Regions from separate parts of the Arabidopsis thaliana genome. Here region 1 is linked to region 2. Evidence: chromatin contacts called from public ChIA-PET data. All regions are on one chromosome and are shown on one strand. Each heading gives the region's core, a stretch centred on a gene start, on an enhancer-like site or on the middle of the called end of the contact. The rest is flanking DNA. Distances are from core to core; before and after follow the strand shown.

Region 1 (6,568 bases), core at 2,762-5,261, 37 kb before region 2:
AACATGTCACTTCGGTAACTTGGGTATCGTCTACGAGTTCTAGAGATCTGACAATAGAAAGTTGATCACCATTATTCTTGGTTTCGCTTAGGTCATGTCTAGCAAAATGTCCTCTGAATTTTAACTTCTTCCGAGTATAAACTAGAAAGCCATTAACTCGAACACCAATTGATTTCCCTCTCATCTTCCTCCGGCTATATGTAAGCAAGACATCAGATCTATCTCCATTGCTCTTGGTTTTCCCGACATGACTTTTCTTGATTTCTCCAGCTTATCCTGTTTCCTGTCTTGTTTTTCCTAGGTTAAGGTCCGCAGTTCCCCCAGGTTTTAAGCTCCTTTTCCTTAGACAATACACAAGAGAAGTCAGGGCTTTTTACGATACCTTGAGAATAACAGATTCTCTGGATAACTTACTTATTGTTTTGATTCATCAGTGACTAGAACAGCTTCAAGAAAGCTTACTTGAGACTGTTCGGGATCATCTGATAAGTTTCATGCCAAAAAAGTAGCTGAAAGCACATTACTTTTCTAAAGTACCGATGAATCTTTTGGTCAACTTCTCCATGTAGACGTAGTCCCTCTGGAGTGATAGAGTTCATATGCTTCTGATCTCCTAAACGTCGGAAATAAAACATGGAACAGAGTCAATATGCAAGAAAACCAAATCCAGTGACTACCATACCAAAGAAACAATAACTTCTCTTCTGATTACTAGTTTTGATCAATTTCACAGTACGTAATTTTAGTCCAACACATTGTTTTATACTCATTCCAGTGACTTCTCAGTTATCAGGCACACAAAAGGGTTCTCTCCTAATGCTCATTTTAATAGTTTTGTGCTGCTGCATTCTACTCACTCGAGACTGCACTGCTTGGACATTGTATGGATGCCCATTTCCATAAGTAAGACGTTCAGGAGCCAAACTACTATTAGGTTGTACTACGGAACTTGAAATAATGAAAGCCCTTTATTACAGGAGCAAATAAAGGGCCAAAAAAGTGCCATAATCTGCAAGATGCAACAAAGCAGATGGATTTTAGCAAAGAAACAAAACAACAAAACTTATAGAGAGAAGTGAAAGGGTTGATTGATATATCCTGGTCAGATAACAAGGCTAACAAAACTTATGGAGAGAACTAAATCTAACCCTGAAAAAGGTGGACATTAAGACGAAAGAAGAAGTGGTGCTGCAGAATGTAATCTGTTATCATCCTCCCGATGTCAGGTGCCATTTTGCAACAATAATTTCTTCAAGTAGCATGGATGCATGCGTTTCTGAGTTCACAAACCTCTTTCCCTCAAGCCCCAAAACAAGTGCGTGATGGGTACTCTCATTTGGAAGCATTCCCCTTTGAACCATCAAACCAATCAACTCACATGCTTTCTCAATATCTCCTACACTGCAATATCCATGGATGAGCGTATTATACAAAACAACATCTGGCTTTAACCCCGCATCAAGCAACTTATTAAACAAAACAATAGCTTTCTCCATTCTCTGCGCTTTGCAATAGCCATGAAGTAATGCACTGCATGTTACAACATCAGGTTTCATTCTAAGATCAGCCATGTAGAACCACAAAATAAACGCTTCCTGAAAATCCCCTCTCTTCGAGAACCCACCAATCACATCTGTGAATGCTAATGTACTAGGAACAAAGCCTCGTCGGATAAGCTCACTGATAATTTCATTTGCTTCATCGATATATCCTCTAACAACCATGCTATGTATCAAAATATTGTAGGTTGCAACATCTGGAGAGATACCAGCAGATCTCATCTCATCAATAAGCTCAAAAACTTTATTCAGCTGATGTGTCTTCCCATACCCATGCATCAGATTGTTATATGTTACGACATCCAGTTTGAGACCTTCAGTTTTCATATTCCGAAACACAGATTCTGCATCACTTATGCTTCCAAACCTGCTGCAAGCTCCAATAAGTATTGTAGATGTTGTCAAGGATGGCGGGTTCCCGCTTTTCAACAGCGCCCCGAAGTATTGAAAAGCTTTATCAGTTCTGCCTAGATTACAATACCCATCAATCATAGTAGTATAACAAACACAATCAGGAAGGAGTCCCAACTCGAAAATCTCCTGAAATATGGTAGAAGCTCTGAGCATGTCTCCTGTGGAACATATATTTGACAGAAAGCTACTGTACACAAAAATGTTTGGTCTAAGACGAAAAGAATGAATGAGCTTAATGGCTTCCTCTGGTTTCCCCACCTTACAGAACCCGTCGATAACAGAACTGACGGATACAGAATCCTGAGAGATACCAAAGAGTTTGAGTTTAAACAATACCGAAGTCGCTTCTTTTAGAAACCCTGCCTTACACAATTTATCAATAAAAACTGTAAATGCCACAATATCAGGTCTGATGCCGTAGTGTTTCATTCCCATAAGCAATTCCCAACCTTTATCAAAATAGCCATCCGAGCAATACTTCCTTATGAATAGGCTAAGGACAGCAGCATTTAGATGCCTCCCTCGACTAAGCATGTGCTCAACAAATTCCCGAGCTAACTCCAAGCCATGAACTCGTAGAATTTCCTTAAGCAACGAAATACAAACCCCTCGTGAAGGAAAGATGCCAAACTGGTCCACTTTGTAAGTTAGCTTCAGGGCCATGTTTACCTTTCTCTCTCTAATGCAACAATCAATCAGTATGCTAAACACAGTCTCTAAAACCCTACGATCAATACGAGTTTCAAAAAGATCCTTCATAACTAAACACAAAGACCTTTCTTCTCCACTACATTTCTTCACCAGACAGAGAAGCATATCTACAGCTCTATAATTCATATTTCCAGATACCAAAATATGAATCATCCTGCTGATAGACCTGCTCGAGTGCTCAACACCAATCCACAACTCTGACCACCTAAAGAAGTATAGAACAATAGATGCATCCAAAGTCTCCTCAAACAAATCATCCAAAATTCTAATGACAGTGTATTGATCAAGCTCAGTACTAAACCCACTCTCATATTTCTGTATCCAATTGTGTTTCACAAGCACATTTCTAATAGTCTCAACACAATCCCTTGGGACATCAATATTCTTCAGAATCGAAACAAAATCTTCACCAAAATGCTTACTTGAACTATGATAGTACCGTGATCCAGAGTAAGGTAGCCTACTAGAATCAGTCTGGAATCTTGAGTTATTCTCAGACAACGAAGCAAGAGAAAAGGTCCTACACCAGAAATATCGAAAAGCCTTGGTTCTTGTACAAAAATGATTCAATCCAGAAGACTTGAGGTTAAAGATTGAAACCCACATAAACAGGGACTGGTCACAAGTTATCTGAAGAAGAAACAAAATCAAATTTTGTCAATTTTTGTGGTTCTGAGAGAAACCCACATCATAAAATTTATCATTACTCTCAAGCATTGTATCACTCAAGTAGCTGCAAAAACTTACAAAATGGCTTGTCTTAATTTTGATCGCCCGGAATAATAACGGCGACGGCGAGCAGAGAGAGAGATGGAGAGATTGGTAGAGACGATGTGAAATTCCGGTTTTTTCTCTTCCAGAAATCAAACCGGTGTCCTAATCTAATAACAAAAACTGGGCCTTCTTTTATGGGCTTGAATCGGAATCTAAGGCCCATTCACGTTTCTTATGATTATTATTTATGATTTGTGATTCCGGTTTGACCACAATAAAAAGAGAGAGAAATATCATTTTGATTCCGGTTTTCTTTCTCCCTGGATTCGAACCGGTTTTTTAGAAACCAATTGCAATAAGATTTCTTATTGGAAAGAGAGAGAAATATGATTTTACCCATAATGTATTTATGGGGTTATTATGCTTATAGGCTATATACGTTATATACCTTAACGAAATTTTTTACCCATAATGTATTACAGTATGGGATTTGGGCCATTTGGCAAAACCTTTTTTTCACATCACTTCCAAATGGGCTTTTAAATGGGTCTTAAATCTCTCCTGAAAAAGCCCATATAAATAAGACAAATACTCCGACATATCTCGGCGACGGCTAAGTCTTCCTCTCTCTCTCTCTCTCTCTCTCTCTCTCTGCAATGGACTCTCTGGTAGCGAGCTACGCTTCGTCGGACGAAGAAGAAGATCTTCAACCACGTCGAGAAGCTTTCACTGTAAAATCCTCAGAACCTTCCGCTTCGTCTCTATTCTCAGCTATTCCTCAACCTAAAGAACTCAAATCCTCCGAAGATGGTGATTTAGGCTCATCTTCCTCTCGAGGAAAATCTTCTTCTTTCCTCTCATCTCTCCCTCCTCCCAAATCCTCAATTTCACGGAAAAAAAATCCCAATCCGTCGTCAATTCCGAAACGTGTCGTCCAGATCAGGCTTCCAGTAAACCCTAGACCGAGCAATCTTGACGACGAAGACGACGAAGAAGAAGAGAAAGCTAGGAAGAAGCGTAAACAGATGGAATCTGCTTCCGCATCTCACGATTCATCAGTAAGATCGTTCTTATCCGCCATGCCTGCACCTAAAAGCTCACAAACACTAGGTGCTCTTCCTTCATTGGGATCAGGATCAGGTCGAAGATCGAATCTCGAAACAGAAACACCTTCAATTGCATTTCCTCAAACGGATTCAGGTATTAGTGATCAACAAAACCAGAGCTATGAATCGTTTAGTCATAGTAATAGCGAAACGGAACAAATCGTTGGAGTAGATAACTATTATGCTACTGGTTATGATGGTGGATACGAAACAATTCCTAGTGGTAGTAGTGTGGGATATGATGGTAGTAGCTATGGAGGTAATACTTGGAATGGTGGTGGGTTTGAGGCAATGACGGGATTGCCTGAAGCGGTTGTAGCTATGGATAGTGGTGCGAGGAGAGGAAGGAGAGGGAGGAATCAGATGCCAGAGATTGTTGAGGTTAAGCAAGATGAGCTTATGAAGAATAGGCCACGAGTTGATCAGGTTAAATCTACTGGAATCGCCTTTGGACCTGCGTATCAGGTTTGTTTACTCTCTAAACTCTTCTTACTCGTTTTTGGCTGCAAGAACTTAGGAATTGTCTTTAGAAAAGCCTGAACTGGTAACACTATAGAGTATAGAGCGTTGTGAATTTGTCTCCTGTTTGTGGCTGCCATTGTCAAGTTTTTTCTTGCGAAATTTATTTGCAATAACTTGGGTGTTGTCTTGTCTCTAATGTCTCTTATTATTCTCATTCTCTGGTTCTGTATATCTAAACCCTTTGCTGGTAGGAGATTTTCATTAGAGAGCATATGAGTTGAATATGAGTTGAAGATTATCTCTTGTTTGGGGCTTCTGTTGTCAAGTTCTTTCTGTTTTGCTGATAAACTTCTTTGTGGATTTATAGGAAAAGAGATACTTTGATTATCATACCAATTTTATTATGTGTTCTTCACTGAAAATATACTTGACTGCTTTGTATTGCTTTTTAAATGATGTCTTTGTTCAAATTTGTCTTGCAGCCGGTAACATCTTCATCTAAAGGGAAAGTGTCAAAGCTTCACAAGAGGAAGCATCAAATCACTGCGTTGTTCATGGACATGAAGCACAAGGAGTCGGAGTTGACAGAGAGACGTTCTAGAGGATTGCTCACGAAAGCCGAGACACAAGCTAAATACGGATGGTGATTTGCCGCTATTGTTTTTCTCAATTTGTGAAATTTGCAACAGATTTTCTGTAACTCAGAGTGTAATTTTTTTCTTTTACTATTTTCCAAGATCCAAGCTTTGAATGTAATACTCATTTCCGTGAATGAATCTAATCTCAGCAGAATGCTTTGACCCGGAAGCTGATTATAGATTTTGTTGCATTCAAGATGAATCTCACATTTAACCCAGAACCTGTCCCTTAACACAAACGTTCTATTCACTACTCCTGTTTTGGGAGCTAACAAAAGATCTGAACCTAATTAGTCACTTAGAAAGCAACTTGATATCCTCAAGTAGTACAAAAAGCATTGGCGCTTCACAAAAAATTTCTGATGTTACCTTTCTAGTTTCTAAGGTCTCTCTAATCCAAAAGCATATGCATTTTGATTGTGTCCATCAAGATTTTCCTTTGATATGTGATCTGCTTCGACCCTTTGGTCCTAGTTTTCGCTTTTTGGCGTCTGATCGAGGTCTAAGCTGCAGAGGAAACCGACCGTTTCAGTTTTAGATCCTTGATCAGAAAGGAATATGGTCGGGAAAGATCAAACAAGTAATGAGAAAAATAACGAACCATCTTGATGTACTTGAGTTGTTTAAGGATCTCACTTGTCTCCAGTTCCTGCAGAAATGAACACAAGATGCATTGTATAAACTTCGATGGCTCTTTTAGGAGTATTAAGATATCTGTTCAAGAATACAGATGACATGTTCATGGAGAAAGATGAAGCAAGACGGTTCAATAATTTTCAATGCTTTTCATCCTCTCACGGCTGCTAACTTTTCATCCTCGGAAGGATTTTTCTTTGGGGGAAATAAGATAGTTGTAAAGAGAGTTTCTGACCTGAGGGACGGCACAGTCAGCACGTGATGGATCCCAAGAGAAGCAGCAGAAGCATTCCCAGTCTTTGGTTTGTACCTCTGAACGAGGGGCCCT
Region 2 (6,042 bases), core at 1,528-4,027:
AACGAGGTTCTTATAGGTACACTTGGTGAGAGGAATGGGCCGTTGAAAACTGCAAAGCGATACTTTAAGTACTCAGAAGTTGTGAATATCACAAATAACTTTGAGAGAGTTATTGGCAAAGGAGGTTTTGGTAAAGTATACCATGGTGTCATAAATGGAGAACAAGTTGCTGTCAAGGTACTCTCTGAAGAATCAGCTCAAGGCTACAAAGAGTTTCGAGCAGAGGTTTTTTTTGCGTACCTTTCAAGGACTTAATCTTAATTTATCTCAAACTTTTTCACCTAACTAATCTAGTTGAGAATCGCAGGTTGACCTTCTCATGAGAGTTCATCACACGAACCTGACTTCTCTTGTTGGATATTGCAACGAAATAAACCACATGGTGCTTATCTATGAGTATATGGCTAATGAGAACTTAGGAGACTATTTGGCAGGTTAATTAATGATTCTTCTTTTGTTCACTAATCTTATGTTCATAATGTACTGAGAAAGGAACTTTGGTTTTGTTTCATTTTGTGAAGGTAAAAGGTCATTTATCTTGAGCTGGGAAGAGAGGTTGAAGATATCATTAGATGCAGCGCAAGGTTCGGGAAGTCCCATCTTGAAATTACATTTAACTAAATCTAACATGCGAAAATCAATCAATGAAGTGTGTGTTTTCTTGTCTATAAAACAAATTCAGGACTAGAGTATCTTCACAATGGTTGTAAGCCTCCTATAGTTCACAGAGATGTGAAGCCAACAAACATCTTACTAAACGAGAAGCTCCAAGCGAAGATGGCGGACTTCGGGTTATCTAGAAGCTTCTCTGTTGAAGGAAGCGGTCAGATTTCAACAGTTGTCGCTGGATCCATCGGTTACCTTGACCCCGAGTAAGTAATAAAAACCTTCTTAATTACTATTTCTCCAAACTAAAGAATACAAATGTTTCATCTAGGGTGACACATATTATTGAAACTACAGGTACTATTCGACTCGCCAAATGAACGAAAAGAGTGATGTTTATAGTCTTGGGGTTGTTCTTCTTGAAGTGATTACAGGCCAACCTGCTATTGCAAGCTCAAAAACAGAGAAGGTGCATATAAGTGATCATGTCAGGTCAATATTAGCCAACGGAGACATTAGAGGAATCGTGGATCAGCGTCTAAGAGAGAGATATGACGTTGGCTCGGCTTGGAAAATGTCAGAGATCGCTCTTGCTTGTACCGAGCACACTTCTGCGCAGAGGCCAACGATGAGTCAGGTCGTTATGGAGCTGAAACAGATTGTTTATGGCATAGTGACTGATCAGGAAAACTACGATGACTCGACGAAAATGCTTACAGTGAATCTAGACACCGAGATGGTTCCTCGAGCAAGGTAGTGAATTTCTTCAGAGTAGAAAAAGAAGAATAAATTTGTATTCAATTTGCTTTTGTGTCTCAATAAATACATTAATCTTACTTGCAAATGGTTGCTGAATAATATGTATGCCAAGACATTATTTATATGCACTTAGGTCAAGTGTCAAAGGGAAGAATTGTCATTATAAATGAAATTGTCAAGTTACCCGAGCATCACCATAAACTCTGGCAAGTGGAAGAAGCCCCCAAGCTAATTATATTAAGTCAATTATAAAACATAGTAAACAAGGTGTATAAAGTCACCCAAAGATCATATAACTCCCATGGTTTTCAACTGTATGTACAAACTGCTTGAGTTTCGATCGTCATCTGTTTTTTCCAATCCTGTCCTGTACATCCAAGGTATTTGTCAGGAACACATTTCATTGCTACTTCAAATCTATAATCAACTTGTAAAAAAATTTCTTTACATTGTCATTACCTGCTCTCTCGTGCTGGAAAAGGTATCGAATCACTCTTCACCATCTTCAGGTTTAAAAGAGTAAATAGGATCTGGATAATGTGCTAGCTTCACTTCCAACATCTCATTCCCCGGGATTTTCAACTCCACGCTAGCTTCTTCCTCTTGTGTAGATGAGGAACCATCTTAACATTTTCATAGACATACACAAACATATCACCACAGATATCAGCAAATAACCCTAACAACGACTCAACCATATCTTTCGAAAACGAGACACAAACATCAAAACAAATCAGCTCTAGTATTGCTCTAAATGTTCATGTAGATAATAATGTTCAAATATTCTCTTCCCTAAGTAACCCAACAAAATCTCAACTTTGTCTCATGAATTGGGTTTAACATTGAGGAAAATCTCAAAAGGAATCTTTTTTAACAAGCAGAACCAAAAAACAAGTAAGACCCATCAGAGCAATTACCTGGAGGAGGAATGAAGAAAGAGGAACAAGGCCAACCATAAGGAGACGAAAGCGAAAGAGACTCTTCCTCCGTCAACGGATTAGTCACCTTATCGACCAAATTGGCGATCTTTGTAGCCGTAATCTGATGAGGAGGTACCCAAAAGGAAGAGCCAGGTGCAAAAGGAAGCCAATCTGGAGTCGAATTATGAACGATGATCCTTCGTACGAATTCGTTTAGCTTTTTGAGAATTGCTGCTTCCGCTTCGTTTTTAGAATCGATTTCAAGCTCGATGACTTGTGGGATGGATGAAAAGCGGCGGCTGAAACAGACGACGTTTGGTGGTGTCGTAATCGCCGGCTCGTTGAAACGACGGAGGAGGAATCTTCCGTTGGGAATTAGGGTTTTTGAGAGCAATCGAGACATTTTTAGGAGAGAGAGTCAAGAAAGAGAAAGTTTGAGATTTTTTTTACATTTATAAACGATGACAGAGTTCGTGAAACTGAAACGGGTACAAATTGGGATCCGAATCCCTGAGATCCGATCCAATTATAGAAAATTAATAGAAAAACAAATAACCTTTTTTTCTTGGTCAATTTTTTTTTTTCTTTGGTCAATTTTTTTTCTTTTTTGATGGTAAATTTATTTCTTTTTTGATGGTAAATTTATTGATAAGAAAAAAGTATATTTGAAAAATTGAAATAACTTAAAACATGAAATTAGCATCATATCCGCAAGACTAACCATTTGACAGGATAAGACAAAGTTTTGGTGAATCTTGTACATGTTAGAACTCATTCAGTTGTGGATTTTCTAAATAAAACAGCAAGTCCAATTTCTAAATTTTAAAATTAACTTCAATCAATTATTAATGTTTGAGCAAACCCAAATATATATATATATAAAAAAGGAAAAAAAATCTAACAAAAGACGAGTGGATTGGGCTTGAAATGGGCACCGATTGATCTAATCCGGTGGCCCTAAAGTATAAGTGATGAATAGTATTCTTGGTAGATGCAAATTGCAGGATTCGCTGACCCAATAATATTTGCTGTCTTATTTTCCAAATGTATATGGAACTATGCTCATGTCATGTGTGTACGTAAATGCACGTGAATATGGAGATTGTGAGTCCACATGTCATAAAGTGTCGTTTATATTATGCACGTGAATTTGGAGTTTATAGTTGCAAGTCATATCATATGCTATGACAGAGATATGGATATGGTTAAGCTAAAATGCCCCACCGTTACCATTACTAAGTGGGGTTGATCTAGAGGTGAATCCTAATTCCATTTGAAAGGAAAGTTGAAACTAAAATTTTATTTTAATTCTTCGGTTGAAAAAAAATAAAATGTTTATAAAGGAGAGTTATTTACCCGAAGACGACGTATAGACATTGGCTCCGAACTTTACGATATGTGCTTAAATGCCCACTTATATGAAGCCATGAAGGCAACCGTTCTAAAGCTCTAAGATATAAATCAATAATCGAAACATATATGATTATTGACCTAATTTTGTGTGTATAAGACAAATATTAAGTGTCGGAAAATCGCTCAGCCGTCGGTAGGGTCGTCGCCGTTTAGACCTAATTTTGCAAACCAAAGTCTTTTGTGGAATTGGGTATTTGTCTTTTTATTTTTATTTTCGTTTTCTTAGAAAACTCATCATTGTAGGGTTTATATCCGTTTTATGTGTAATTATGTATCATGTAAACTCAGAAAATTCTAATTACAAAAATATGAAAAATCTTTTGCAAAAAGGAAACAAATATGGTATTATTACTTTGTTTGAATTGAATATTTTTTGTAAAATTACAGAGAGAAAAAAATCATATAGGAAAATCCCCGAGTGGTCTAATTAGCGGTTGATTGTCTCAACACCAGTGACACCTATATAAAAGCAACAAGTCTTTAAAGTTGAGAGGATCGGACTATTATATATAAAACATAAAGGCATAGATATTTACACTTACAGATTTATGGTATGGCCCTTATTGATACATTGGATTGAGTTATTATAGAAAACGTGCAAATTTTGTATTTTCCTAAGAGGTATAGAGGAACTTTTCAAAAGTGAAAACACGTTACTTAGAAATCACATTTGAGAATTATGCATCCTCTTTCCGATTTCTTCAAGCTCAAGGGAAAATGCCTTTTTCACATGATTTCATCTTAGTATTTTTCGAATATGCAAGTTGTGAGACTTTTATGTACATATTTTTATCTCTACATATGGAGAACTTCTGATAATATATATATGAGATGTGTTGTGGTTTATAATATGTTCTACGATATTGTATTCAATTTCTCCATATGTATTCATAAAAATATCGTAGATTTTTCTTTTATGTAAGCCTCATATTATAGTTTTATGTATTAGATAAATACCATAATTTTTTTGATATAGTAACTTCTCATAATTTCATGAGATTATTTACGGTTTTTAATTAAAAGTACATGTATTGTTCATAGTTGCACTTATATTACATGAAATTTGTGGGAAAAATAAAAGCTGACATTTTGAGATTATTTCCTAACTACACTACTTAATTAATAATATGAAATCGATGTAAACTAAAGAGTCACGAAAAGTAAATTGAGACAATTTGGCCCATAGCAGAATTGTCTTTTTCTAACCGAAAGGTATTCAAAGTCCCCTTCACTGAGATCAACTAGAGTTCCCATATTCTAAAGGGGGACAAAAAAAACGTAAATGGGAAGATTACATTCCAAAAACCATTTATCCAAAGATCGAAGGATGCATTTAATCAAAACCAATTCATGCATGTGGTTGTGTTGAAGAATTTGTCAAAATTAGTTGAAAGACCCTAGTTCGAATCTTACAATGCAATTTTATTTAATCATTATGAAATTGGTTACTGCAGTAAAAAAATTAAATGATTAGAACAAGGTTTTCTTTTAGAGGTTTCGGATACTCTCTTCTGAGCTTATCTTAGGATTTGTTTCATAAATAGACTTATTATATAAGCAATGCAGAGTTCTATTTGTTCAAGAATCATGTTCTACAATCATACTGAAAACTCTAAACCCACAATCAAGAAAAACTATAAAATTTTGTAATCATTATGTGAATTTTGTATTGGCTAAAATAAAAAAATCTACTAATCTCTCACTTTTTTTTTTTAGTGATATCTCTTACTTAGATCCACATAACAATTCGTAACGTTTACTAATGCTGTAATTTTGTAGGTTTAACAATTAGCTACCTTTCAATTCTTTGATAAAATAAATGATATATTACTCCAAAAATCATATATTTTATGACTTTTATGAAAACATATATAATTCTACTATCTCTGTAAGAAAAATTATATTATTTTGATCTGTTCAATAAGTTTAACCATTAGCATAAAAATCTTACTATACGCATGTGTTCATGATAAGAAATTATCCTGGCTAAGCTACCATCATTAATTTGGTGGGAAAATGATCTCTTCACTCCAAAACATCATAATTCACACAAACGACAAGAATACCCTACTATTTTACAGATCCAATAGAATAGTTTGTATTCAGTTTAAAAGTCCCCCAGTTATATAAAGAACCCATCATTTTATATATTATACAATATTTCTCATTTCAATACAAGAACGATAAAAGAGAGATTGTGGCATCGCTATCATACCGCAACGGTCTCATGCATGGTGTGGCTACGTCGACAATAATGAAGTAAACTATATTTATTTTTAGCAAACCAAACGAAGTTTAATAATTAAACAAAGAAAAAGAAACTATATAATAAGAAATGAATATA

Evidence for each region. ChIA-PET counts read pairs in DNA pulled down with a chosen protein or histone mark.
Region 1: a contact with region 2 is called in an H3K4me3 ChIA-PET map of shoot, with 14 read pairs. The contact joins the promoter of AT2G19270 here to the promoter of AT2G19180 in region 2. A contact is called at or near these places in 3 of 26 Hi-C or Micro-C datasets (root, shoot and vegetative nucleus) and 1 of 2 datasets of contacts at active chromatin or transcription factors (shoot).

Annotation. Positions count from the first base shown.
Region 1 is chr2:8,359,394-8,365,961 of TAIR10.1, reverse strand. AT2G19270 (mitotic checkpoint protein PRCC-carboxy-term protein) reads left to right here and starts at 4,011. Exons shown (of 2, transcript NM_127484.4): 1 at 4,011-4,969; 2 at 5,449-5,812. The coding sequence starts at 4,055. The coding sequence ends at 5,613. AT2G19280 (Pentatricopeptide repeat (PPR) superfamily protein) reads right to left here and starts at 3,535. Exons shown (of 3, transcript NM_127485.4): 1 at 3,432-3,535; 2 at 1,149-3,314; 3 at 1-1,009. The coding sequence starts at 3,290. The coding sequence ends at 1,209. It overlaps AT2G19260 (RING/FYVE/PHD zinc finger superfamily protein), which reads right to left. Exons shown (of 7, transcript NM_127483.3): 5 at 6,476-6,566; 6 at 6,206-6,253; 7 at 5,750-6,111. The coding sequence ends at 6,031. It overlaps AT2G19290, which reads left to right. Exons shown (of 2, transcript NM_127486.1): 2 at 1-43. The coding sequence ends at 43.
Region 2 is chr2:8,321,388-8,327,429 of TAIR10.1, reverse strand. AT2G19180 reads right to left here and starts at 2,777. Exons shown (of 4, transcript NM_001335626.1): 1 at 2,283-2,777; 2 at 1,825-1,988; 3 at 1,324-1,732; 4 at 1,207-1,217. The coding sequence starts at 2,688. The coding sequence ends at 1,855. It overlaps FRK1 (FLG22-induced receptor-like kinase 1), which reads left to right. Exons shown (of 13, transcript NM_127476.2): 9 at 17-225; 10 at 308-434; 11 at 522-584; 12 at 683-872; 13 at 964-1,381. The coding sequence ends at 1,363.